Linked DNA regions of Mus musculus: all the other regions are linked to region 1. A link is a contact called in public Hi-C, HiChIP or PLAC-seq and promoter capture Hi-C data. All regions are on one chromosome and are shown on one strand. The core of a region is the stretch at or near the end of the contact, and the rest is flanking DNA. Distances in the headings are between cores, read along the strand shown.

Evidence for each region. Promoter capture Hi-C pulls out the DNA fragments that hold promoters and counts their contacts. A called contact is a pair of places that touch in the nucleus more often than the background predicts. HiChIP or PLAC-seq counts read pairs in DNA pulled down with a chosen protein or histone mark.
Region 2: a contact with region 1 is called in a promoter capture Hi-C map of the HPC-7 cell line. The contact joins the promoter of Rps5 here to the promoter of Zc3h4 in region 1. A contact is called at or near these places in 2 of 39 promoter capture datasets (the HPC-7 cell line and cranial neural crest).
Region 3: a promoter capture Hi-C map of pre-B cells shows a contact between it and region 1, with 5 times the contacts expected there. The contact joins the promoter of 1810019N24Rik here to the promoter of Zc3h4 in region 1. A contact is called at or near these places in 1 of 39 promoter capture datasets (pre-B cells) and 1 of 484 Hi-C or Micro-C datasets (embryonic retina).
Region 4: a promoter capture Hi-C map of liver shows a contact between it and region 1, with 2.3 times the contacts expected there. The contact joins the promoter of Apoe here to the promoter of Zc3h4 in region 1. A contact is called at or near these places in 2 of 39 promoter capture datasets (cranial neural crest and liver).
Region 5: a contact with region 1 is called in a promoter capture Hi-C map of maxillary cranial neural crest. The contact joins the promoter of Ppp1r37 here to the promoter of Zc3h4 in region 1. A contact is called at or near these places in 2 of 39 promoter capture datasets (cranial neural crest and maxillary cranial neural crest) and 1 of 484 Hi-C or Micro-C datasets (B cells).
Region 6: a Hi-C map of B cells shows a contact between it and region 1, with 6 read pairs. The contact joins the promoter of Bloc1s3 here to the promoter of Zc3h4 in region 1. A contact is called at or near these places in 1 of 39 promoter capture datasets (cranial neural crest) and 1 of 484 Hi-C or Micro-C datasets (B cells).
Region 7: an H3K27ac HiChIP or PLAC-seq map of stem cell-derived neural progenitor cells shows a contact between it and region 1, with 8 times the contacts expected there. The contact joins the promoter of Klc3 here to the promoter of Zc3h4 in region 1. A contact is called at or near these places in 1 of 39 promoter capture datasets (maxillary cranial neural crest) and 2 of 115 datasets of contacts at active chromatin or transcription factors (large pre-B cells and stem cell-derived neural progenitor cells).

Annotation. Positions count from the first base shown.
Region 1 is chr7:16,399,695-16,403,045 of GRCm38.p6, reverse strand. It overlaps Zc3h4 (zinc finger CCCH-type containing 4), which reads right to left and starts at 1,850. Exons shown (of 14, transcript NM_198631.2): 1 at 1,740-1,850. The coding sequence starts at 1,753.
Region 2 is chr7:12,920,682-12,924,032 of GRCm38.p6, reverse strand. It overlaps Rps5 (ribosomal protein S5), which reads right to left and starts at 1,722. Exons shown (of 6, transcript NM_009095.2): 1 at 1,645-1,722; 2 at 952-1,060. The coding sequence starts at 1,059.
Region 3 is chr7:12,960,153-12,963,503 of GRCm38.p6, reverse strand. It overlaps 1810019N24Rik (RIKEN cDNA 1810019N24 gene), which reads left to right and starts at 1,687. Exons shown (of 2, transcript NR_166501.1): 1 at 1,687-1,815. It overlaps Gm29638 (a long non-coding RNA gene), which reads right to left. Exons shown (of 2, transcript XR_391162.4): 2 at 1,617-2,017.
Region 4 is chr7:19,697,702-19,701,052 of GRCm38.p6, reverse strand. It overlaps Apoe (apolipoprotein E), which reads left to right and starts at 1,865. Exons shown (of 4, transcript NM_009696.4): 1 at 1,865-2,042; 2 at 2,800-2,865. The coding sequence starts at 2,823.
Region 5 is chr7:19,560,912-19,564,262 of GRCm38.p6, reverse strand. Ppp1r37 (protein phosphatase 1, regulatory subunit 37) reads left to right here and starts at 1,865. Exons shown (of 13, transcript NM_199149.3): 1 at 1,865-2,452. The coding sequence starts at 2,233.
Region 6 is chr7:19,506,754-19,510,104 of GRCm38.p6, reverse strand. It overlaps Bloc1s3 (biogenesis of lysosomal organelles complex-1, subunit 3), which reads left to right and starts at 1,735. Exons shown (of 2, transcript NM_177692.4): 1 at 1,735-1,800; 2 at 2,495-3,351. The coding sequence starts at 2,504. The coding sequence ends at 3,091. It overlaps Trappc6a (trafficking protein particle complex 6A), which reads right to left and starts at 1,435. Exons shown (of 6, transcript NM_025960.4): 1 at 1,273-1,435. The coding sequence starts at 1,356.
Region 7 is chr7:19,402,452-19,405,802 of GRCm38.p6, reverse strand. It overlaps Klc3 (kinesin light chain 3), which reads left to right and starts at 1,699. Exons shown (of 13, transcript NM_001286039.1): 1 at 1,699-1,782. Gm38954 (a long non-coding RNA gene) reads right to left here and starts at 114. Exons shown (of 3, transcript XR_881873.2): 1 at 35-114.

The sequences.
Region 1 (3,351 bases), core at 601-3,100:
AGGGACACCAAGGGTCTGAAAACATATTGGGCCTTTTCAATGGACTTTTGTCATGTTACAGTAACACTTTTTTTTTTTTGTAAGAAAACTGTGTACACCAAAAATTTTTAAATTAAACACTGAAAGGATGTGCAAGTCTAAAAGGGCTCAATAGGTTAGAATCCTGATTTGAACATAATAAATCCACTCTCAAGCATCACTTTGGTCTAAAGGCGAGGAGTAAGCAGGCAGGAAAGGGACTAAAAGAGGGAGATAATTGAATTACTCAATAAAAGAGGCTACTTACCATCCCAACCCATTGTAAGACATACACTTCTGACATAAGAGAACTCCTTAGAGGTCGGATAAAGCTTGCAAGCACCTTTGAGTAAAGCACCTGCCCCCGAGGGGACCAGGAAGCCCAACGTGGGCTTAGCGAACAGACCTCCGCTAATCTGTTTATTTCCTTGACTGCGAAGGGCTGCGATTCCCAGGACGATACATTTAATTAGAACAAAACAGGAAAAAAAAAATTGTAAAAAAAGCTCACCAAACTGCTGCACCTGTGTCTTTGAATGTGGGTGGCATTTCTTTTAAAAGGCAAAGGAGGGTCTGTGAAGGAGAAAGGGAGAACAGGAGGTGGGAGTGGGGAGAAAGGGCTGAGACCCATGGTCTGAAGGGGTCCTCTGCGGTTCCCTGACGGCTGCGAGCGAGGCTTCTGTCTAGCGCATTCTCCACCCTACCCCCACCCCCGCCTGCAAGACTAGCTTTTCTGCTCCCTGAAACCCACCTATTTTCAAACCTACTCACTCCAGCTCCCAGGAATCAGCAAACTATGTACCCCTTATCTTTCGGCTCCAGCAGGGCAAAAATGGCCCCAAACCTCTCATCCTCAAAACACGCAGGGCTGGTCCCATTATCACCCGCCAGAGAAGGGCGTGGGGAACCCATTTCGCACTAGAGGACAAGAGGCGCCACAGTTCACGTCCTGCCAAAGCACACGGGGGAGATCTTTGCTCCCAAGGGGGCGATTGCACCCTGTTTTGCCCCAAAGAGGGGGCGATGCCCGGAGAAAGCGGTGGCCAACTTCCTCTACTATCCAATGCAGGAAAAGCAACCTTCATACAACCCCCCCGCAAAAAAACAAAAACCTTAAAACTAAGGACCCTCCACCACTGACTGTCACCTACCTACAAAAAGAGAGGGACCCCCCAAAAAAAAAAAAAAAACCAATAGGGTTTCCAAAGAAGGTCAGGGGATTTAATCAAAAGAGCTGGAAATGCACCCGTTACCTGCCTGCCTTCTAGGGAGAAGCTAGAAAATACCTCCCGCCAAAAAATTAAAAGTGCACCAGAGCCCCCATCCTAAGGAGTCCTCCTTAGAACGAAAGAGCGAAGGCTGATCCAAACCCCCATTTTTCTGCCTCCGTTAGACTCGGGTACCTATCCAAAATGGACAGGGTATGCGTCCCCCAGGAGAAAGGATACTGTAGGGGATTGGGAAGACCCCCAACTCCGAACCCCTTAAGAGAGGAGCTGCAAGCTGGAGATGCCCCTAAAACAAGAGAATCCGGGGGCCCCTCCCCCAAAAGCCTTCCCCGAAGCCAGGCGACAGGCCGCTGACGGCCAGCTCCCGGAGCAGGGGCGGCCGAGGAGGCTGATGGGCCTCGGCAAGCCCACCCCCTTGGCGGCCCGTGCCCCGGGCGGGCGGACGGACCGACAGACCGGCGGGCGCGGGGGGTCCGGGGGGCGCCTCCTCACCTTCCCCTCAGCATGGCGCCCAAAAAAAGACAGAGCGAGAGCGAGGGAGAGCGGGCGAACGCCGCGAGGGGGGGCAACGCATGAGGCCGGGAGAGAAAGCGAAGCGAGAAAGAGCGAGCGAGCTAGAGACACCCACCGACCCCGCCCTTCCTCCTCCTCCTCCTCCTCCTCCGCGGCCCGGCCCAACATGGCGGCCGTCCCCTTCCTCCTCCTCCTCCCCCCCTCCCACGGGGGACGCTGCCCGGCCCAGGCCGGGGGGCCTGACCTGTCGTCAGGGAGCGGGAGGCGGTGGTGGAGGAGGTGCGGGGTGGCCGCGCGGCCGTCGGGGGAACACGGAGGAGGCGAAGGCGTTGATGGCGGCGGTGGCGATGGCGGCGGTGGCGACTCTGATGGCGGCGGCGGGGGGGTCCCGGGCACGGCCTCCATCGTTCCTTTGAGGGGGAGGGGATGTTAATGCACCAAAAAGGACTGCTTGGGCGTGGCGGGAGGGGCACACTTCAGCGCTCCGGGGCCTCCTGATGGGAACTGGGCATATAGATACATAGATCGATATCGAGTATTTTTTTTTTCGGTTTCGGAGTCACCTCTGAGCCGACTTCCACGTAGGCCGCGAGGCCTAGGCCCCGGCAAGGCCGCCCGCCGCCTGCTTTCTCCGCAGCCTGGCCCTGAGGTCACTCGCTCACGGGCACGGGACCCTCATCGGGACGAGAGGTCCCCTTCCGCCACACACGCACGCACACACACACGCGGCCCCCCAAGGCCTGAGACCCGGGGGACACGGACACTGGTGGGTGGTTGGGTGTAATTAGCGCGGGCCCGCGCGCGACGGAGCAAGCGAAGGGAAAGGGGGGGAGAGGAGAGCGAGCAGGGGGGATGGTTAAAAAAAAATCGGGGAGAAGAGGGATCGGGCTATGGAGATGGGCCGACTGTCTGCCCGCCCTAGATGCCCCAGCTGCCGGGCCCCCGCCGCGGTCAGGAATTCACACAAAATGGCGGCACAGCCGGGACAAGCACGGAGGCTGAAGCCGGAGGAAGGGCGTGGAGGGAGGGGGTAGCGGAGAGGCCGGAGGAGCGTCACGTGGAGAAGGGCAGAGCCAGCCCGCCCGAAAGTCGGCGAAAAGAGCCGAAGCGGAAGGGCGAGGCGGAGGAGAGGGCACGGAAAGAGCCGAACACAGCTGAGATTAACGAGACTCTGAAAAAAGCCGGAAAGAGCCGAGGGAAGATCTAGGTCACTGCAGCAACGCGGAGCGGATCAGAGACCCACCTAAAGGACCAAGGGTGGTCGTGGGGGCGGGGCTAGGGAAGGCCGGGAGAGCCGGAAATAGCCGAAGCGCTTCGGGATGGGAGAAGCCCCCCCCTGGGGGGGGGCGAGGCGAGAGTCCGGAAAGAGCCGAAGTCAGGGAAGGGATCCCGGGAGGAGGCGGAAGTAGCCGAAATACATTGAGCGGAGCGAATAGGAATTAGCGAATAAGCTGAACGGGTGGGGCTAGAAAGGCGATTAATTAACTCAAGGGTAAATGACTTTCAGGAACTCGCCCCCAAAGCAAGCGAGAAGAGCCGAAAATTGCTAGTTTGAAGGAAGGCGGGAAGAGCCCAAAGTTTTAGGTGGGAG
Region 2 (3,351 bases), core at 473-2,972, 3.5 Mb after region 1:
CGCAAGTCAGGGGACAATTTGCAGCTGTCAGTTCTATTCTTCTACCTTGGATTCAAAGGATTAAACTTATATTGTCAGGCTTTGTGGTAACTGTCTTTATAGGCTGAACCACCTTACAAGCTCATTCTGTGGTATCTTTACAGACAGTAGACATACTTTAATTCCTTTGAACAAAATAGACAACTGGGCCGAAAGATATAGCTGAGTTGGTAGGGTGCTTGCTTTGTAAAAAGCCCTGGGTTCAATGTCAAGTAGTGGGATAAACTTGGAATGGTGATATATACCTTCAATCCCAGCACTCGGGACAGAATGCAGATATTAGCTTTTTCCACTAGACAGGGTTTCAGGCCAGTCTCAGCTATATGAGATTACCTCAAAATGGGTTATGAGGGCAAAGCAAATAGCTCCCATACTAACTTAGCCATAACAGTACCCATAGCCAACTGACATTTTTCAGGGGAGGGCAGCAGGGAACATTCATAGCACCAACTGGTCTCATACTCAAATTCCTCTTGCTGTAGGCTGATAGCAGCTTACCAACTGCTTTTGACAAGGGTGCCAACATGGTTCAGTTGACTAAAGCCATCTTTTCAATTGATACCCACTAACTGAATATACAAACGAAAGGGGACATCAAGTCAGGTGTAGTGGCACATGGGAGACAGAGGCAAGATCTCAAAGAGCTCCAGGCAGCCAGCAAGGGCTACACAGCAAGACCCTGACTCTGTCTCAAGAGACACACGATTAGAAAAATACGGGATAAAAACCACACTCTAACATCTTTTAGTGCCAGTTTGTATTAGGCGTGGGTGTAGCTGTCCAGTTATTGCTCTTCTACCTGTCTTGTACATCCACTGGTTGTTTTATGCCCTTTTCTGAACTAGAAGCTCATCCACACCTGGTCTCAATTAAAAAAATCATCACAAAGAACAATCATTAAGTTCCTTTTACCTGCAGAGAAATATCGTTGATCTGCACGTCATCAGTGCTCCATTTCCCAAAGAGCTTGATGTCAGGGGTCTCTGCCACCGCTGGTGTGGCTGCTTCCCACTCAGTCATCCTGGGGACAGGAGAATGGCAAGAAACCGTTACTGCCTAGACATGCTGGAGCAGTCACTCTGACCCCAAACTCTTCAGACGAACTCTCACTTTGTGGCAAACTGGGACATGAAGGGGAGACCCAGAAAGCTTTGAACAGCTCTCCAAACCCAGGAAAACCACTCAGGATTCTAAAGTAACTCGGCAGTCACCCCGCTAATCAGCTGGTACATGGACCACAGTATGATGGTTCATGAAGCCGTATACTCATCAGCTCCCATCAGATTTCCGTTGTGCACTTAGAACGTGTACTGAGCAAAAGAGTCATCACAAAACTAAGCAAACCTAGATTTATGTTTATGGTATATGACCCAAGTGATTTCCCTGGAGTCCCGTGTGTGCAAAGTATGAAGTCAAAACAGTGCAAACAAGAGGCGAAGACTAACTCGGCCCGTGCCGAGTTTCCCTAGGCACCCTTTTTCGCAGAGAAACGGTGAGATCCAAGCGGTCACGCCCAGGCTTCAGGTTCGGCCTCCGGCCCCCCAGATGTGCCTTAGAACACTCATGGTCACCTCTTCTGAACTCCGTGTCCCTCCGCAGCCTCACCTGAGGGCGCAGACTGGGCTTCTCAGTCGCTCGGCGTGGACCACGCGCCGCCCTGATACAGACAGGAAGAGGCCGCGCGCAGCGGACTAGCGCTTTTATGCAAAGCGAAAACTTCCGGGTCAGAGGTAGAGACGCACGCGCAGATGAAAACAGCGTGCTCACCAACCAATCAAGCGCTAGGATGAGAGGCGCCCTTTGAGCCGGGTAAAGCATGCGCACTTTTAGAAACAGCGCCACGCCCGTCTTCTGGCGGACCTCTGAAGTACTAGCTAGGCTTCTGAGTCGGCGCACATGCGCAGAAACTTTGGTGAGACCGACGCCGCCATATCTAAGTAGTGCTGACGTCCAGTCCACGCTCTCCGTAATTAGGCTGCAAAACCCAGGAACCATGGACGGTGGATTCTTAGCTAGGGCAACCAGCTCGGCTCACATTTTCTCACCAAAATAATGGAGTCGGGTCCTGTGGTTACCACCGATCCGGGTTCACAAGCACGGGCCCCACCCTCTCCCCTCCCGCAAGCCATGCTCGGCGGGTCCCAGGCTTCCGGTATGGGATCACTTCCTTTTTAATCACTCTGGCCACGCTTGTCTGGGCTTTTTTTCCTCAGGTTCAATCGCGGACAGTAGATTCCGACCGCCATTCGTGAACCTCCCCGGGGAGGGATACATAGAGGGGAGTCCTGGAGGGGTTGGCAGCCCGGGGATCTCCTAGGTGACTTACTTATCTGAGATCCCAGTGATTTGGTACTAATAAGGGAGAGACCTTGCCAGCAGGTTCACCCCCAGGGGTGGGTTTGTTTGTTTGTTTGTTTTGGAGACAGGGTTTCTCCTTGTAGCACCGGCTGTCCAGGAACTCGCTCTTTAGACCAGGCTGATTCATCTGCCTCTGCTCCTCCCAACTGCTGGGATGAAACATAAGGAGAGGAGGGAGGGGAGAGGAGAGAAGAGGAAAGAGGGAGGGAGGGAGGGAGGGAGGGAGAGAGAAGAGAAGAGAGAGAAGAGAGGAAAGGTGTCAGCAAACATAAGGAGAGGAGGGAGAGAAGAGGAAAGAGGGAGGGAGGGAGAGAGAAGAGAAGAGAGAGAAGAGAGGAAAGGTGTCAACAAACATAAGGAGAGAAGGGAGGGGAGAGGAGAGAAGAGGAAAGAGGGAGGGAGGGAGGGAGAGAGAAGAGAAGAGAGAAGAGAGGAAAGGTGTCAACAAACATAAGGAGAGAAGGGAAGGGAGAGGAGAGAAGAGGAAAGAGGGAGGGAGGGAGGGAGAGAGAAGAGAAGAGAGAAGAGAGGAAAGGTGTCAACAAACATAAGGAGAGAAGGGAAGGGAGAGGAGAGAAGAGGAAAGAGGGAGGGAGGGAGAGAGAGAGAAGAGAAGAGAGGAAAGGTGTCAACAAACATAAGGAGAGAAGGGAGGGGAGAGGAGAGAAGAGGAAAGAGGGAGGGAGAGAGAGAGAAGAGAGATTCTCACCCCGTTTTCTTCTCTATATCTCAGTTCATACCTTGTGTGTGTGGAGGGAGGGAAAACTGGGATTTCGGGAATCTTACCTAATTTTATCGTTGTTGTTGGGGGTATCACCCTACTTATCTTTGAAAGCTGACATTGCACTACAGTGATTGATAATGGATGTTTTTATAGACTCCGTATTACCTACTAGGTGACAGAGGGCAGATGAGGGGCTCCTGAATATGGGCCATAGGTTAAGAGAAATGCTG
Region 3 (3,351 bases), core at 438-2,937, 3.4 Mb after region 1:
AGGCAACTCCGTAAAATCTTGTCTCAAGAAGTATAGAGGGCTAGCTAGGGGTGTAGCTCAGTGGTATATGAGAAAGGAAGGAAGGAAGGAAGGGCGAGAGAGAGAGAGAGAGAAAGACAGACAGACAGACAGACAGACAGACAGACAGACAGAAAGAAAGAAAGAAAGAAAGAAAGAAAGAAAGAAAGAAAGAAAGCCAAGAGAGATGATCTCCACAAGCTACCACAGGGTCAGTAAAGTGTATCTGAAAGTTACAACGTTTCCTTTTCTCTCTCCCCCCCCCCTAGTCTATTTTCTTTTGGATGCCTGCCTAGTATGTTTTTTCTGGTACCTTGGACTTTCTTATTTTCTGAAACTTCTCTCCCTGCTATATCATCTCTCAAAAGGAAGGTTACGAGGCTAGGAAGATGGTTCAGTGGGTTAAGAGCGCTTGCGTGTACGTATACAGACCTGAGTTTAAACCCTCAGTACCCTTGCTGGTGAGATTGCTACCAAGCCCAGTGATCAGAGCTCAGTACCTGGGACTGGCTACTGTGGTTGTCCTTTGACCTCCACATAAATCTCATGGCAGGCACATACAAATAAATGTAAAATTAATATTATTTTTCTCAGGCATGGTGGCTCATGCCTTCATGCCTTTAACCCCATTACTCAGAAGACAGGGTCAGGTAGATAGATCTCTGTGAGTTCTAAGCTATCCTGGTATACACAGTCAGTATCAAGCCACCCAGAAAATTCACCACCAGACTACAAATCACAGCAGCTTCTAAGTGAGCTCAGAATCCCCAGGAGTCTCATCGAGGCCTGGGTGCTCAAGTCAAGGGGGAGTTCAGACTCAGTAAGTGGCAGAGGAGCCCCGCGGGTGAAATTGAAGTACTAGTAAGCTCTTCAAATATGCTAATAACTTTGGGTCAGAATCCGCTAAATTAGAAGGGCACTCCATGTCATTAAAGAAAGGATCTCACCGAACAGTGGTGACGCATGCCTTTAATCCCAGCACTCGGGAGGCAGAGGCAGGCGGATTTCTGAGTTCGAGGCCAAACTGGTCTACATAGTGAGTTCCAGGACAGCCAGGGCTATACAGAGAAACCCTGTCTCGAAAAACAAAAACAAAAACAACAACAACAACAAAAAAAAAACAAAAAAAAAAAAAACAACCAACCAAACAAACAAAGAAAAAGGATCTCAGGGCACTGGTACTTGCGGGGAATCTCTAAAAGGAGAGTCCTAAACGGAAGTTAATTTATATCCATGCCATATTTTTTGTTTGTTTGTTTCGGTTTTGTTTTTCCTCAATACAGTTTCTCTGTGTAGCCCTGGCTGTTCTGGAACTTGCTTTGTGAACCAGGCTGGCCTCGAACTCACCGAGATTAAAGGTGTATGACACCTCTGCCTAGCTCCATTCTCTACGTTCTCTACAATGCCGCTAAGTCAATGCCACGGAGAACAAAAGCTCGCTCCTCGCTCACCAGATGCCGGGTGGAAACTACATTTACCACAAGACTGTGAGGCTCTCTAGACTCTGAGCCAATCACAACCCAGATGAAAAGCTTTTTCTCAAAAAAAAAAAAAAAAAAAAAAAAAAAAAAAAAAAAAAAGCTTTTTCTCAGGCTGTGTGCGCAACGGAGTCGTGACTTTATTTTGCTCGCCAAATGGGTGGGATCTATAAGCCGAGTCCTTTCACTTAGTACACGCCTCCTTGGGACCGGAGAGGAAGGGTAATGGGGAGGACGGCACTTGTAGCCGATGCTTTCCATTTCCTAGTCCTTGCAGGCTTGAAGTCCCTGGGCATTGAGTCTCCGAGCGAGCGAGACGGTAGGCTCATATTCACGTCCTCTGGTGTTTTGCCTTGCTACTGGGAATCGTAGATTCACGTCAGTTTTAAGGTCCCAACGCCCCCACTACGCGTAATGCCGAGGGTTTCCCACTTCTGGAAAACAGTATAGAAAGCCGTTGGATGAATAGGGACTCCGTGTGCAACTGCTTGGAAGTGAGGCTGAGCTGGAGTGTTCAGGATCTGTTAGGGAGAGACCGGGTAGAGTGGTAATCTAAGAGAGATAGAGGGAGCCCCGGGAGTCTGGAAGGGTTGAAGCACCCTAAGCTTCCTCTGGCTGCCCAGGGGCAATGAGATGCTCGGGGTGAACTGGAAGAAGGAAGGGAGACTCATAAGGAGACTCTACCTTAAGTGTCAAACTTGTGGTTACTGAAGACATACTCCATGAGCACTTTTCTAATTATCTTTCTTATTTCCACATCATAAAATCTGGCTAGTTTAACAACAGATGCAAAGTTATATTGCTCCGACCTCCAAGTTCACAGTTTCAGTCAAGCTACAACCATCACTTATTCTTTTCTCCTTTCTCTCTCTCTCTCCCTCCCTCCCTCTTTATTCTTTCTCCCCTCCCTTCCTCTTCCCTTCTCCTCCCCCTAACCACCCCCCCTCCTGTGTGTCTCTTGCTTTCACTGTCTCAGTATTGTGATTACAGGCACACATCTACACATTTGGACTCCTCACACATCTGCAGTCACATGCATGTACACACATAGACCTCCTCAGAGATACATAAATAAACATTTTTTTTTAAAGGGAAGGGCATCTTTAACATGGTGGATGTTTCGTTGTGGCAGTAGAGGACCAGTTGACTGACCTGTGGTACATGCTATAAAGTCAGAGAAAGGGAGAAGCAACTTCAGGAGAAAGTATATTTGTGTATATATATGTTCAAAAGGTGACTAAGGCCCCTGGGACTGAGGCAAAATGAGATGAAGGTAGATTGCTGGTAAGGTCAAAACTTGTAGATGACTTTTTCTTTAAAAGAATTATTTATGTATAAGAGTACACTGTAGCCCTGGAGAGATGGCTCAGCAGTTAAGAGCACTGACTGCTCTTCCAAAGGTCCTGAGTTCAAACCCCAGCAATCACATAGTGGCTCACAACCATCCGTAATGAAATCTGATGCCCTCTTCTGGTGTGTCTGAGACAGCTACAGTGTACTGTATATATAATATAATATATAATAATAATAAATAAATCTTTGGGCTGGAGCAAGCAAGGCCAGAGTGAGCAGAGGTCCTGAGTTCAATTCCCAGCAACCACATGATGGCTCACAACTATCTGTACAGCTACAGTGTACTCATACACATAAAATAAATAAATAAATCTTAAAAAAAAAAAAAAGAATACACTGTAGCTGTCTTCAGACACACCAGAAGAGGGTATCAGATTCTATTACAGATGGTTGTGAACCATGAACTATGTAGATGCTGGGAATTGAACTCAGGACCTCTAGAAAAACAGTCAGTGCTCTTAACCACTGAGCCATCTCTCCAGTCCCCCTACCCCCTCTTTTT
Region 4 (3,351 bases), core at 616-3,115, 3.3 Mb before region 1:
GGAGACGGGGCTCAGGAGCCTCCCTGTCCCAAAACGGGCTGAGGTGGTAGCTTGTGCTGACTTTCTCCCAGTGGGAAGGTCAGAGGTCTCAGAAACTTCAGGAAGAAACGGAGTTCCTGGAAGTTCAGCACAATAAGGAAAGTTACTCTGGGAGGAACGGGCCCTAGCACCTTCCCAGGCTGAAACAGGAAATGTCAAGTTGTTTTGTTTTTTAAATTTTGTTGAAGATGTAGCTCTGGGCCTCACGTGTCAGGCAGGTGCTGCTGGGTTCCCTATAGTGCTTTTCCGTGAGGCCTGCTCTGGGGTGTGCGATAAGGGCCTCAGATTGGGCTCTGCATCTCACTGCTGCACCTCATGGCATCCCAAGGGAAGCAAAGACTCACGATGAACTGGTCAGTGTCCTAGACCGCAGCACTAAGACCCTCTCTACTGCCTGGGCTGGAGATGGGAGCTGGCCCTTAGCAACCCATGAAAATCATCTCACCACACCCAGTCCTTGCCAGTGTTTTCTGAAGCCAAAGCTAACAGGCCTGGGCCTGGCCAGGCACCCTGTACGTACCCTTGGAGCCAGGTGTTCCGCCTCTGCCCATCCTGCAGAATCATGTTTTGCCGTGTCTGGTGCCAAACACTGCTATGTGGCTTCTCTCCTGCCATCAACAGCTGGGAACAGGGAACCTTGTGCAGGCAGTGCTTCTAGCAAGCTTGCTGTGGTCTCTGAGCCCCTTGTCCTACCTGACTTCCCAGGTACAATGGCTTTCCCACTTTTTGGGGGTTTTGTTGTTGTTGGGTTTTTTTTTGTTTTTCAAGACAGGGTTTCTCTGTGTAGTCCTGTCGGTCCTGGAACTCACTTTGTAGACCAGGCTGGCCTCCAACTCAGAAATTCACCTGCCTCTGCCTCCAAGTGCTGGGATTATGGGATTAAAGGCATGTGCCACCACGCCCAGCTGGCTTTTCCACTTTTTAGCCAGGACTTCATTCTATTACCTGAGCTCGGGATCTTCCTGCCTCAGCTTTGCATATGGCTAGCACTATAGACCCATGTTCCAGTGAATGACTTATGGCTTGTCTTTTTTTTTTTTTTTTTTTTTTTTTATGTGCATTAGTGTTTTGCCTGCATGTATGCCTTCGTGAGGGTAGCAGATCTTGGTGTTACAGTTGTGAGCTGCTGTGTGGGTGCTGCGATTTTGAACCTAGGTCCTGTGAAATGCAGTCAGTGCTCCTAACCTCTGAGTCATCTCTCCAGCTCCTGCTCTTCTGCTTTTATGAGGAAAAAGAAAAGAGAAGTGGCTTGAGAGTGGAAAATGCACATGCAGGGGTGCACACCTGCAGTCCCAGCATGCTACAGCAGAGGCAGAAGGACCTTTGTGGGTTAGAGGGCAGCCTGAGAATCTTATCTCAAAACAACTTTTTAAAATGTGCTCTGTAGGGGTAGCTCTTCCCTCCCAAGGTGACACATCTGGCAATCGCCAGAAACAGATCAGGAGCATCAACGCTTGGTTTCCCAGGGCTTGGCTTAATGTATGGCTTCAAACCCATCGGGAGCCACCACTGAACAGCTCCTGAAGGAACTGGAGCACGTCCCAGCCTTGGAATGGAAAGAGTTCACCTGTGGTGGAGGAATCAACAACGAGGGATCCCAGAACAACGATCTTCACCCCAGAAGCTGAGCCTCTTAGCCCCCACCCACCCATTTCCATTTAGGCTGCCAGCTCTTTTCTTTACAATGCACCAGACCCCGCGGGGAAAGGGAAGGAGCGGTTCTCAGTGCCCCAGTACCAAGGCCTGGATTATTCAATGAGGTGTCCGCTCCCTTTGTTGGCGGGGGAGGGGAGCGGGGGGTCACAAGGCATCCAAACTCCACCTCTTTCCTCTGCCCTGCTGTGAAGGGGGAGAGAACAACCCGCCTCGTGACAGGGGGCTGGCACAGCCCGCCCTAGCCCTGAGGAGGGGGCGGGACAGGGGGAGTCCTATAATTGGACCGGTCTGGGATCCGATCCCCTGCTCAGACCCTGGAGGCTAAGGACTTGTTTCGGAAGGAGCTGGTAAGACAAGCTGGGCTGGGGATTCACCCAGGGACCTTGGTAGGATGTGGGCTGGGAACCTTGAGATCCCCCGGAGTCCAGGAAACAGGCACAAGAATTGGAAAAGCAGGCAGCACGATAGAAGTCTTGGGGGACAAACTAAGGACTCGAGGTAACTAGCCTTTGCCAGAGTCAGAGCAGGTGGAGGGGTTACCTCCAGGAAGGAGTACGGGACTGTCGGTGCACGGCGTACCGGCTCAACTAGGAACCATCCTATGGCGAAAAAACTCGGGATGAGCCTTAGGCTGCTTTTATATAAATACCTACTGATTTCCATCACAGTCCCCAAGTAACCCGGACTGGTTTCAAACTGTGGCTCCTCATGGCTGAGCTCCCTAAGTTCTGTAGTTGTGGGAGGGTACCACTTCGCAGGGATGGAGGACGATTAAAAATCGTGTTAAATTAACACAAAATGGAAAGCAGGACTTAGCCGGGAAGAAAGAGGAATGTAAGCTGGACCACCCGCTGGCCCTCTGTGAAGTGGAATTTGAACCCTAGGAGAGGGAGCTGGAATTTTTGGCAGCGGATCCACCCCGGGGTGCCGAGATAGCGAACTCGGCAAGGGGAGGTAAACAGACCTTTGGGAAGAGCGGGTGCTCTGTTTTGGAGATGTTTGTGATGGCTCACAGATCTGAGAAGGGAAGATGGGGTTCTCTGGGTGGCCGGAGTCCCTCCACCCCCGCCCCCTGGTGTTCAAAGACAATTTTTCCCTCCGCAGACTGGCCAATCACAATTGCGAAGATGAAGGCTCTGTGGGCCGTGCTGTTGGTCACATTGCTGACAGGTATGGAGCAAGGACTTGCTGTGGTGCCGCTTTTTCTGCTCCTCTGTGGACTCTATTCTAGCCCTAGATCTCTTCTGCTGGTGGGTTGAGGCTGAGGCGGTTCTGAGACCTCTCTGAGATTCAATAGCCCTGAGCAGCTGTTTTATATACTCTTTAGGCCTTGATTTCCCCTAACTATAAGAGGATTGATGGCTTAGTGGGTAAAGGTGCTTATCATAAAGCTTGAAGACTTAACTCTGAGACCAACATAGTGGAAGGAGAGAGCCAATTCCCTCTAGAACTCTGACCTCCAAGGGTACACACACACACACACACACACACACACACACACACAATAAAAAGTTGATTTCTTAGTTGCTCTTAAAAGTGGGGTATACATTTTCTAATTCCACACCTGCCTAGTCTCGGCTCTGAACTACATAGGATACAAGACAGTGCATGCTTGTAGTATCTAAACAGACTCCACAGCCTCCAGACCCACTTCAA
Region 5 (3,351 bases), core at 616-3,115, 3.2 Mb before region 1:
GCAAAGCTAGGGTTACAGGTGCTTGTGAACTATGGGTGCTGAGAGCAGAATTCAGGCCCTCTGGAACGGAGTTGCTGAGCTGTCTTCCCACCCTCTGCTGTAGTCTTTAAAAGTTAGTAGTGTAGCTATCTCAGGCTAAAACTTGTGGGGCTTATCTAAGCAATGAAGCTGAGGCGTCCAGATAAAAGTATAGGGCTTGCACTGCTCCTGGCATCCTCCCCAAATGGCTGACATTCATCTCTGCATAAGAAATTGACCCGAGGTGGGCAAGGATGGCTTTTTACTAGAAAAGGCCTAGACAGGGCCTTGGCTTACACTAGGTTTCAAGGTTCCCTCTTGGTGATGTGGTCCACTGCAGTCACCTGCAGGTTTGTCTTCCCACGGAGGGGACTGGGAGTGGTGGTGGTGGTCACACTTGTGTGCCAGTGCCGTGCCAGTGCCCGGGAGCAAATGCTGCAGGTTGGTGGTTAGCGTTGAAGTTTTACCCTTCCTCAGTTTGCTCTAGCCGTCTAGTGAGGGAGTCTGTGTCCCCTGTTTCAGCCCCTTGTCACTAGAAATCTTTCAGTACATGATATCTGGAAGCAGTTCCTAGCTAAGCACAGTGACCCAAGTCTGTAATCCCAGCATTTGGTGTGGGGAAGGGGGTGTAGAGGCAGGAGGAGCCAGAGATAAAGCCTGTCTTTCCTACATGGCAAGTCAGCGGGCAGCCTGGATTACATGAGAACCAGTAAAACCAAACAAAACCCAACCCTCCCCCCCCAAACAAAGCCCACTTAATGCCTTTTGGAGTTCAGAATGTAACTGAAGGTTTGCATTAATTATAGGGGCTTTTGGTACTTCTCAGTCTCCAAAGTGTGCTAACCCCCAACTGTGAAGAGGAAAGCAGCTACCCTTAGCAGTGGTCTCAGTTATCAGTTCACACTGGAGCCTCCCTCCAGTTCCAGCCTAGCTCTCTACTTGGCAATGCTGTGCTCGACCCTCCTCAAATCCCGTTCTGTGGTTTCAGTCCCTGTGCCAGTGGGCTTTAATGAGCTGAGAAGGAAAAGCGAAAGTGCCCAGATGAATCCTGAGCTTTGGAATCGACCCCTTGGAGGTGTGGCTTAGGCTCGCTCAGGTTTGGTCAGCTGGTTCATCCCGAGCCTTTGGAATTCCTGCTCCCAGTTTTTGTTTTGTTTTGTTTTTATAGCAGGTTCATGAATACCTAGCAGACTCGTCTAATATTGTAATTTACATTTGATACAATTTTGACGAAAATTGTGCTAAAGTGTGCTCTTCTGTCGCTTCTGTCACTTGTACGTACTCATCCGATATTCAGCTTGGCTCTCAGCTCTCAGCACCTCCATCACTTTATCCTGCTCCCAGTACTTGGCTTAGCCCCACCAGGGTCTCCTGCTGTAGCACCTGCTTGTCTGAGGCTCCCTTTGTAATCCAGCCTAGCCTCGAATTCGCAACCTCCTCCTTCAGCCTCTCCAAGGCTCGGTTCACAAGGCGAGTCACTACCATGTCCAGCAAGTGGTTTTTTAATTAATATCTGATCCGTATTTTATATTTTAAGTTACTCATTTCTTGTAGACGCGTAGAAATCAGAGGACAATTTTGTGGAGGCGATTCTTCTATTTTTACGAACTCAGACGGCTTTAGCCGCTGACAGCCCTCTCGCAGGCCGCGGTTATAGGATTTGTATTGAATCCTTTCCCGAATTACTTGGGCTTGTGACGAATGTGCGGGAGCCTGACTGTTGACAGCTTGGCTTGTGGGGGGCGGGAGGGGGCGGCTAGAACTCGCGCATGCGCGGCGCTCCGGGAGACAGCGTTCATAGGCCCCGCCTCTGTGTTCTGCAGTTTGGCTCTGCAGATTCGCCGGTCACGTTTCTTTTTTCCGCGGAGCTTACTGTTCTTTGTTCCGGTCTTCCTGTCGTCCTCGACACGGTTTTTTTTCAGAGCAAAAGCTTGAGTCGGTGCTATGCTTTTCTCGGTACGCAGCGGGCCCTTCGGCTTGTAGCGAAAGTGTGGCTGCGGAAGAGCAGGTACTCGCGGAGCTCGGCGGAGGCGCGTTGGGGCTCCCGGCGACTGCGACGACGACGACGACGACGACGACGAACGGAGCGGACGGAGGCGGCGCTTGAGGCAGCGGCGAAGCCCATGCCCCGGAACGGCGGGAGGACCCGGAGAGACGAGTCCGGGGCCCGGGGCATGTCCCCGGGGCCCCCGTGAGGAGGAGGAGGCGGCGGCGATGGAGATCCCGCCGCAGGAGGCTCCGCCCGGGCCGGGCGCGGACGCCGACGCGGACGCGGAGGCCGAGACCGAGGAGGCCTCCGCCGAAGCTGAGTCTCCTACCGGGACCTCGCCCCCGGCCGATGGCCGCCTTAAGGCTGCTGCCAAGCGTGTCACGTTCCCATCTGACGAGGACATCGTGTCTGGAGCGGTGGAGCCCAAAGACCCCTGGAGACACGGTAGCTTTGGCGAGGGTTGCGGGGGAGAGCCTAGAGGCGGGTGGGACCGCCATAGGGCCGACCCCCACGGAGGTGGCCCGCGGCAAATGGTACTTATTGGTGATTTCAACGGTGCCTAGGTTAGAGCTGGAGGCAGAGAGGGGTTGGCGGGAGAGCTGGAAAGGTCCACAGGACTGGGTTTTCAAAGCCTAACCTTGTTTGGGAGTTTGGGAGGCTGGCAGCCAGCCTTTGAGTTCATGGTACACTCAGGGATAGATGAAGAGAGCCTGGTTATAGTATTGGGGGAAAGGTAAGTGCCTGAGTCCACGGGATGGTGAGAGCGAAGCAGCTGGTCTGTAAACCAGGAGGCAAAGCGTAGCCGGCTATGGCCATTGCTCTTTTGGCTGAAACGAGGACGGAAATAAACCCAGACTGTACAGAAGTTTGTAAACCCTCCGACTGGGAAAGGAGGGTCAGAGGCAGCAGGTAGTAAAGCAGAGGACGAGGTGGCCAGTTTGCCTGTGTGCGAGGAATTCCGCAGTAAGGTTCGGCAGCAGAACGCGGAGCCCGCTTTTACCAGGGTTTACCTGGGGAAGGACTCGGCAGTATTCCCTACTCAACAGAAGGTGACTTACATGTTGGGAGATGGGAAGATCTAAGATCTAGGCCTGTTGGTGGGGAGGTGGAACTGGACGGGCACTTGGAGGAGTGCATTGGCTTTGATGGCTTTGAAAGGGAAAAGGTTGCTGGGGAGATGGACACAGGCTAATCCCATTTCTGAGCTGAATTGTGTTTTGCTTGGGTGGAGCCTGTGAAGTGAGGTCACCCACTGGCCGTGTTCTATGGAAGCTAACCTGCTTGTCCAGGAACAGACAGACACGACTGCCAGGCTGTGGGCAGCAGAGTGGGCAGCTGGTAGC
Region 6 (3,351 bases), core at 486-2,985, 3.1 Mb before region 1:
TGCCTCCCAAGTGCTGGGATTAAAGGCGTGCGCCACCACTGATGCAGCACTCTGGGATGCAGAGGCTGACTGTACCACACTGGAGGCGCAATGTGCAAACCAGACACGGGAGGGCCCATAATCCTAGTACTTTTCAGGCAGAGGCAGGAGGATCACCAGAAGCCAGCTTGGGTCATACAGTGAAAACCTGCTTCAAGAGTCGGGTTGGCGTAGGGATACTCAGGGAAGAAAAGAGAGAGCAGAGCAGTCTCTGCAGCAGGTCTTGAACTCCCACACAGTCATGGAAGTTCAAACTGCCATGTAGCCTATAAAATCAGGGAGGCAGCCGGGCGTGGTGGCACACGCCTTTAATCCCAGCACTTGGGAGGCAGAGGCAGGTGAATTTCTGAGTTGAGGCTAGCCTGGTCTACAGAGTGAGTTCCAGGACAGCCAGGGCTACACAGAGAAACCCTGTTTCGAACCCCCCCACCCCCACCCTCCCAAAAAATCAGGGAGGCTCCTGAGACCTGATGATCGGGCCACACTCCCACTAACTCTATTACCTCAGCTGTAGGGCCCCCAGTACGGACACAGTCGGTGGCAGCAGTTAGGAGCTACGAGGAGAGCCCTGGGCAAGCTCATATCTGTGCAGGCTCACAGAAAGCTATTTTAATCTCTTTATTAGAGTCAAGGTGACACAGAGCAGAGAGGAAGCAGGCTCCCTCCTTCCCAGAGCATGTGCCTCTGCACAAAGCAGCTTCTTCATGACCTCCCTAGGATGAGAAGGAAGACAATGGGAGGTGGATGGGAGTATGACACACAGGAAGGCACAAAGGAACACATAAGTGGTGGTAACTATTATTGATTACAATATTTCAGTGATCCCAGCGCCACCTTCCACATTACCGGGTGGGGTCTTTACTCATTACAGGGGCAAATCCATACTAAAAAACTCACTGTGTGCTGGGGTGTAGCGCGATCAGCACGCACTTTATCCAGCACACAGGCAGAGGGGACAGATGAGACCGGGTATGGTTGAGGGTGCATTTTCTAAGGAGGAAACGGAAGGATAGGAAGATTAAAGATGTTGAGTTGCATACTAAGTGGGTGGTGAGGCGAGCCCTCATCTGAGCCCAATAACAGCCAATTACCCTAATTATCAACGGCGCCCCAGGACGAGGCCTAGAACTGAGCGCCTTGACCCAAGTCATCTCGCTCCGCCTCAGCAATGACCTGCCATAAGGCTCGATCACACCCCACTTCTCCACCCCGAGGCCACGGCGTGCCGCTCACCCCCGAGCCTGGGTCCGGGTCCGGGGCCCACAGCTCCGCCACCATCTCGGTGTGCAGAAACTCGAATAGCACCGCGTCCGCCATACGCCGCCTCGCGACCCTCACGCCTGGCCAACGCTTCCGGCTCCCATTGGTCAGCTCGGGAGGTAGGCCCGATCTGATTGGTGATCCTATTTAGCTCCGCCTGCTTCTTGAAAGCCAGGAGGCGGGTCCACCGAGCCCCTTCCTTGGCCGCGCTGTTAACATCTTCCGCCCTTTCTTCGCTTCCCTCCCTGCTCCCGAGTCTTCGGACATCCAATTGGCTGAGTCTCTGATTCCTGTGAGGGTCCAAGATTAAAAAAAATAAATTTACGCGTCAAACGGAATTTTCCTAAATACATAAGCAAATAAATAAATAAACCCACACTACGGAAGCGACTTGTCTAACCGCTTTCCTATTGGCCATAACTCGGCTCACGTGACGCTGCGAGAGACCGGCTCACTTCCGCCAGGCAGCGGACCCCTTGGGCTCGGAGCCTCGGAGACCCGGTATGGCCTTCCTTCCGGGACTCTGGTGTCGGTGGCTCTTGTTAAGGGTCCCCTCGGGCGGCTGTCCTTTCTGTTTGCCCTGGTGCCTATTGCGGCCAAGTGCTCGCTGGCCAGGAGGACAGTGGAGGGTGTGGCCTGTGCTGGTGGGACTCTGGGAACTCTTGGTTACAAAGCTTTTAAAACTTACTTTATTATTGTCAGTATTATTTTGAGACAAGTTCTCACTATGTATGTAATGTTGGATGGCCTGGCACTATTGAGGATCAGGCTGATCTCGAACTCACAGAGATCTTCCTGCCTCTCCTCCGGTGCTGGGAATTAAAGTCATTATTATTATTTTATATTAGTTAATGTATATATACGCGTGCGTCTCTAGCACGCGTGTAGAGCTCAGAGGACAACTGTACGGGCCTCAGTTCGCTTCTTCCACCATGTGGGTCCCTGGGTTCGAACTCTTGGCGTCAGGTTTGATTGCAAGTGCCTTTTCCCAGCTGAGCCATCTCGTGTGACCTAGTTCTAAGGCTTTGCCTGGACGGTCCTTGATGTCCCCGGTGTGCACACAAATGATACAGAGGTGCACAATTCCAACCCATGTGTACACGAGGAAACTGAGGCCCAAGTCAGGACTCGCTGGGGATGGCGGTGAAGGGGCTGGGACTCGGGACCTCACGTCCGCTCAATTCCTCTTCTCCAGCTCCGTGCCATGGAGTCATCCCAGGGTCGGCGGAGAAGGCCGGGGACAGTGGTACCTGGGGAAGCTGCGGAGACCGACTCGGAGCTGTCTGCATCCTCGTCCGAGGAGGAACTATACCTGGGTCCCTCGGGCCCTACGCGCGGCCGTCCCACGGGGCTGCGTGTGGCCGGGGAGGCGGCGGAGACCGACTCGGAGCCTGAGCCCGAGCCCACGGTTGTGCCGGTCGACCTGCCCCCGCTCGTGGTGCAGCGCGATCCGGCGGAGACTTGGGGCACGGAGGAGACCCCTGCCATGGCGCCTGCGCGCTCGCTGCTGCAGCTCCGGTTGGCTGAGAGCCAGACGCGCCTGGACCACGACGTAGCGGCTGCGGTGAGCGGCGTGTACCGCCGTGCGGGTCGCGATGTGGCCGCCCTGGCGGGGAGGCTGGCGGCTGCTCAGGCCACCGGGCTGGCAGCCGCCCACAGCGTGCGCCTGGCGCGCGGGGACCTCTGCGCGCTCGCCGAGCGCCTGGATATCGTGGCTGGCTGTCGCTTGCTGCCGGACATACGAGGGGTCCCTGGTATGGAGCCCGAGCAGGACCCGGGACCTAGAGCCTAGGCTGTCACTCTGTGTCCCCCCACCTGACTCTGCCTCTTGGTGAACATTCGTACCACCTGTGGCATCTGACTCTGTTTTTGTTCCTGGATCACCGAGGCCTCCAATGCGTGGTAGCATTTGATCAATGCCGACAGAAGCCGAATCCTCGCATCTTCTTTGATATTCTTAGCACAATTCCGGGCTCCCCAACCCAGGTTCTGTGGCTATCAAGTAGCTTAGCCCCTATCCATTCTGGTCCTGTTTCCTAAATTCAGCTTTAC
Region 7 (3,351 bases), core at 450-2,949, 3.0 Mb before region 1:
ATACTCAGGTTCCAGGACGCTGCCATGCACTCACAGTTCAATTTGGCGGGCACCTGTCTCTAGTGTGGCGACCTGGAGTGTGCAGGGATGACGACACCCGAGGCCACGAGGCTGCGAGCCTGGGGCTGGGAAGGGGGGCGGGGGTGGTGTCACAGAAGTGGCCACTGAGAGCTTCCTGGAGGAGGACATCTAGGCTCTGGAGGGCGAGCACACCGAGGCGGCTCCGTGGACCCGCAGTGCCATCTGGTGGCGGTTTCGTGCACTGCAGGGACCTTTCATAACTTCTAGAATTTGCTTCGTTCATCCTGTAAATACTTTTTGCGCATCTGCATCATGCCACTCTACAGTCTTGACCTTGAAGACGACCAGAGAGACACAGGGCACGCGTTGTAGAATATTAAAGACCCAGGAGCCTACATTAAGAGATTCTTAGATACTGCAGCATGGGAGCTATTCAGGAGGCTGAGGCAGGACTGTAAGTTTGAGCCCAGCTGAGCTTTATAGGGAGACTCTATCCCCCCTCAATAAAATAAAGGTAACTAGGGTACAGTGGCTGTATTTTCAGAATTAAGTGAGACCCTGCCTCAGAAAAGGAGGGCAGAGAGAATTAATAAAATCAACACACACACACACATCTATATCTATATCTATAAATATATATATGGCAGGGAGAGCTAAATAGTAGATGCTTTTTCCTTGTATTCACAGGGCTCTGGGTACCACTCCCAGCAGTGCACACACTACTGTTAGCTCATGTTAATCAATTCAGGTCTTCCAGAAGACCCAAGTTCAATTCCCAGCACCCACATGGTGGCTCACAATTGTCTGTAACTCCAGTTCCAGAGGATCTGATGCCCTCACCCAGATCTACAGGCAGAACACCAATGCACAGTAATATAAATCTTTAAAATAAAGAAAACCCCTCTTACTTATGTGTCCGTATGTATACACAAATGCACGTGTGTGGGTGCCCACGTTCCATCCATGCATGTGAATCCATCCAGGCTCTCCTTGACCAACTCCGGAATAATTCCCAGGAGTCAGTTTTCATGGTTCTTGGAGATGAAACTCAGGCTGTCAAGCTTGGCAGCTAGCGCCCTTACCATCTTCTCAGCCAGGAATAGTTGTGCAAGGTCTTCAGGTTGTAATTATTAAAACAATATTTTTTGGAGATTTTTATCTTTATTTTATGTGTGTCTGTGGAGGCCCTGGAAGAAAGTGCTGGATCTCCCTGGAACTGGAATTACAGATGATTTTGAGCCGACATGTGGGTTCTGGAAATCGAACCTGGGTCCTCTGCAAAAGCAGCCAGCACTCTTACCTGATGAGCCATCTGTTTATTCCATATTTGTGTATGTATGACTGGACACATGTAGAAGTCAGAAAACAACATGTGGGAGTCCGTCTCTGTCCACCCTGAAGGTCTCAGGGATCGAACTCAGCTCCTCAGGATTGGCAGCATGCACCCTTACTGTCTGAGCCTTCTCGAAGGCCCCCAGATAAAGTTTTCAGAAGTTCTCGGAACGCAGGTTTCACCGAATGCTGCGGCAGAGGGCGTGGCCTGGGCGCCTGCGGGGGCGTGCGTTGCCTCCATCGGCCCCGCCCCGCCTCTAGACCACAGGTTTCTCAATGTGTGCTGGCGGAGGGCGCGGCCTGCGCACCTGCGGGGGCGTGGCTTTGCCCTGCCCCACCTCCCTCAGGAGCCTCCGGGAAGGCGGCGGCCGCGCAGCGGGAGCAGCCCGGTCTCCGCGCAGCGAGGCGGCTCGGGCGGGCGGCCGTCAGGTGGGCACGGGGGACGGCGGCGGCTGCTTCGGGATTCCCGAGGGGGCCGCAGGGATGGAGGGAGGGAGCCAGGGACCTGGTGGCCGGGATGAGCCTCGGGGTCCCCGCGGAGCCCCGCCCGGCCCCTAGCGGAGTAGAAAAACAGCTGCGGGCGGGGCGGGGCCTTGTGACGCGAAGTCCGGTGCAGGGTCTCCGCGGCCGCGGGGAGGGGCTGGCCGGCTGTCGGAGGGTCCCCCGCTGCAGCCTGAGGGTGCAAGACATGCATGGTAAGGGAGCCTGCGCGAGGTGTGCAAAGAGAGGGAGAGTAAGGCAGGGCGCACTGTGGAAACTGAGGCGGGAGGAGCGGAGTTGGAGGCGAGCGAGCCTGGGCTTCGTACTCAAGGGAGAGAGACAGAAGGAGGGCGGATGTGGGTACAGATGCCAAAGGGAGGGAGAAAAAGAAAAGGAACGTGGGCCAGCAAGGAGAGTAAAGGTGTTGATGCCAAACTGTCTATTTCTCAAGTTTGATCCACAGGATCCGAAAGGTGGGAGGAGAGAAAGGACTCCTCCCTTAAGTTGCAAGTTGTTCTCTTGGCAATCCATGTGCCTCTGCACACACAATAAGTACATAAAGGGAAAAAAGTTGACTAGGGACCAGGCATCATGATGCACACCTATAATCCCAGCACTCGGGAGGCAGAGACAGGCGGATCTCTGAAGACAGCCAGGGCTACACAGAGAAATTCTGTGTCAATGTATACATATTCATACATATGTATATATATTAGAGAAAATCTGTATCAACATATATATACACATACATATGTATATATAAAATTATATATATTTTAAAAGTAAGAAAGAGTCACATTGTGGGTAAGAGTGTAAAAGAAATGAGCTACCATGTTACTCAGTGATGGGGACAGAGTGAATGTGGATGATCTTGTCTGTCTCCTGTGTGTGTGTGTGTGTGTGTGTTACATGCGGACTGTGCATAGCACTGAGCATGTGTGACTGAGATACTGGGTCAACTGTATACTTGTGGTTGATTCACACAGATGGCCATGTGTGGCAGGGAATGGGGTTGGATCTAGGTGTTGCGTGGCAGTGGGGGTGGAGTGTGTGGAATTGTGTCAGTGATATGTGACTGTCACTGACTAACTGTTGGCTGTGTGTGGGTATGTGGGTGACTGTGTCTGCAAGCTGAGGTTTACTTAGGTGTGTGTGTGTGTATACGTGCACACACGTGAGTGTGGGGCAAGCCTGCTGTGGACTAGTGAAGCTCTCTTGGGGCTCCTGTGAGTGCCGGGGACAGCTCGAGTGGCAGATGGCTGCGGCTGAGCTGTGGGAAGCTGCATATGGAGCATGGCCCCTTGGGTCTGAGATTGTGCGGTGGGGAGGGCGGTGGTGATCCTGGCCACACTGGGGCAGAGTCAGGATGGCTCACCCTGAGCTTGTGTGAGACTGACTACTTACAGGGTGTGTGAGGTTGAGCCTACCCAGGTTCTACACGCGCTCACCGGTGATCTTACTCACGTGCCTCGTATATGGTATGGTATTTTGGTTTTGTTTGTAGAGATGAAGTGACCT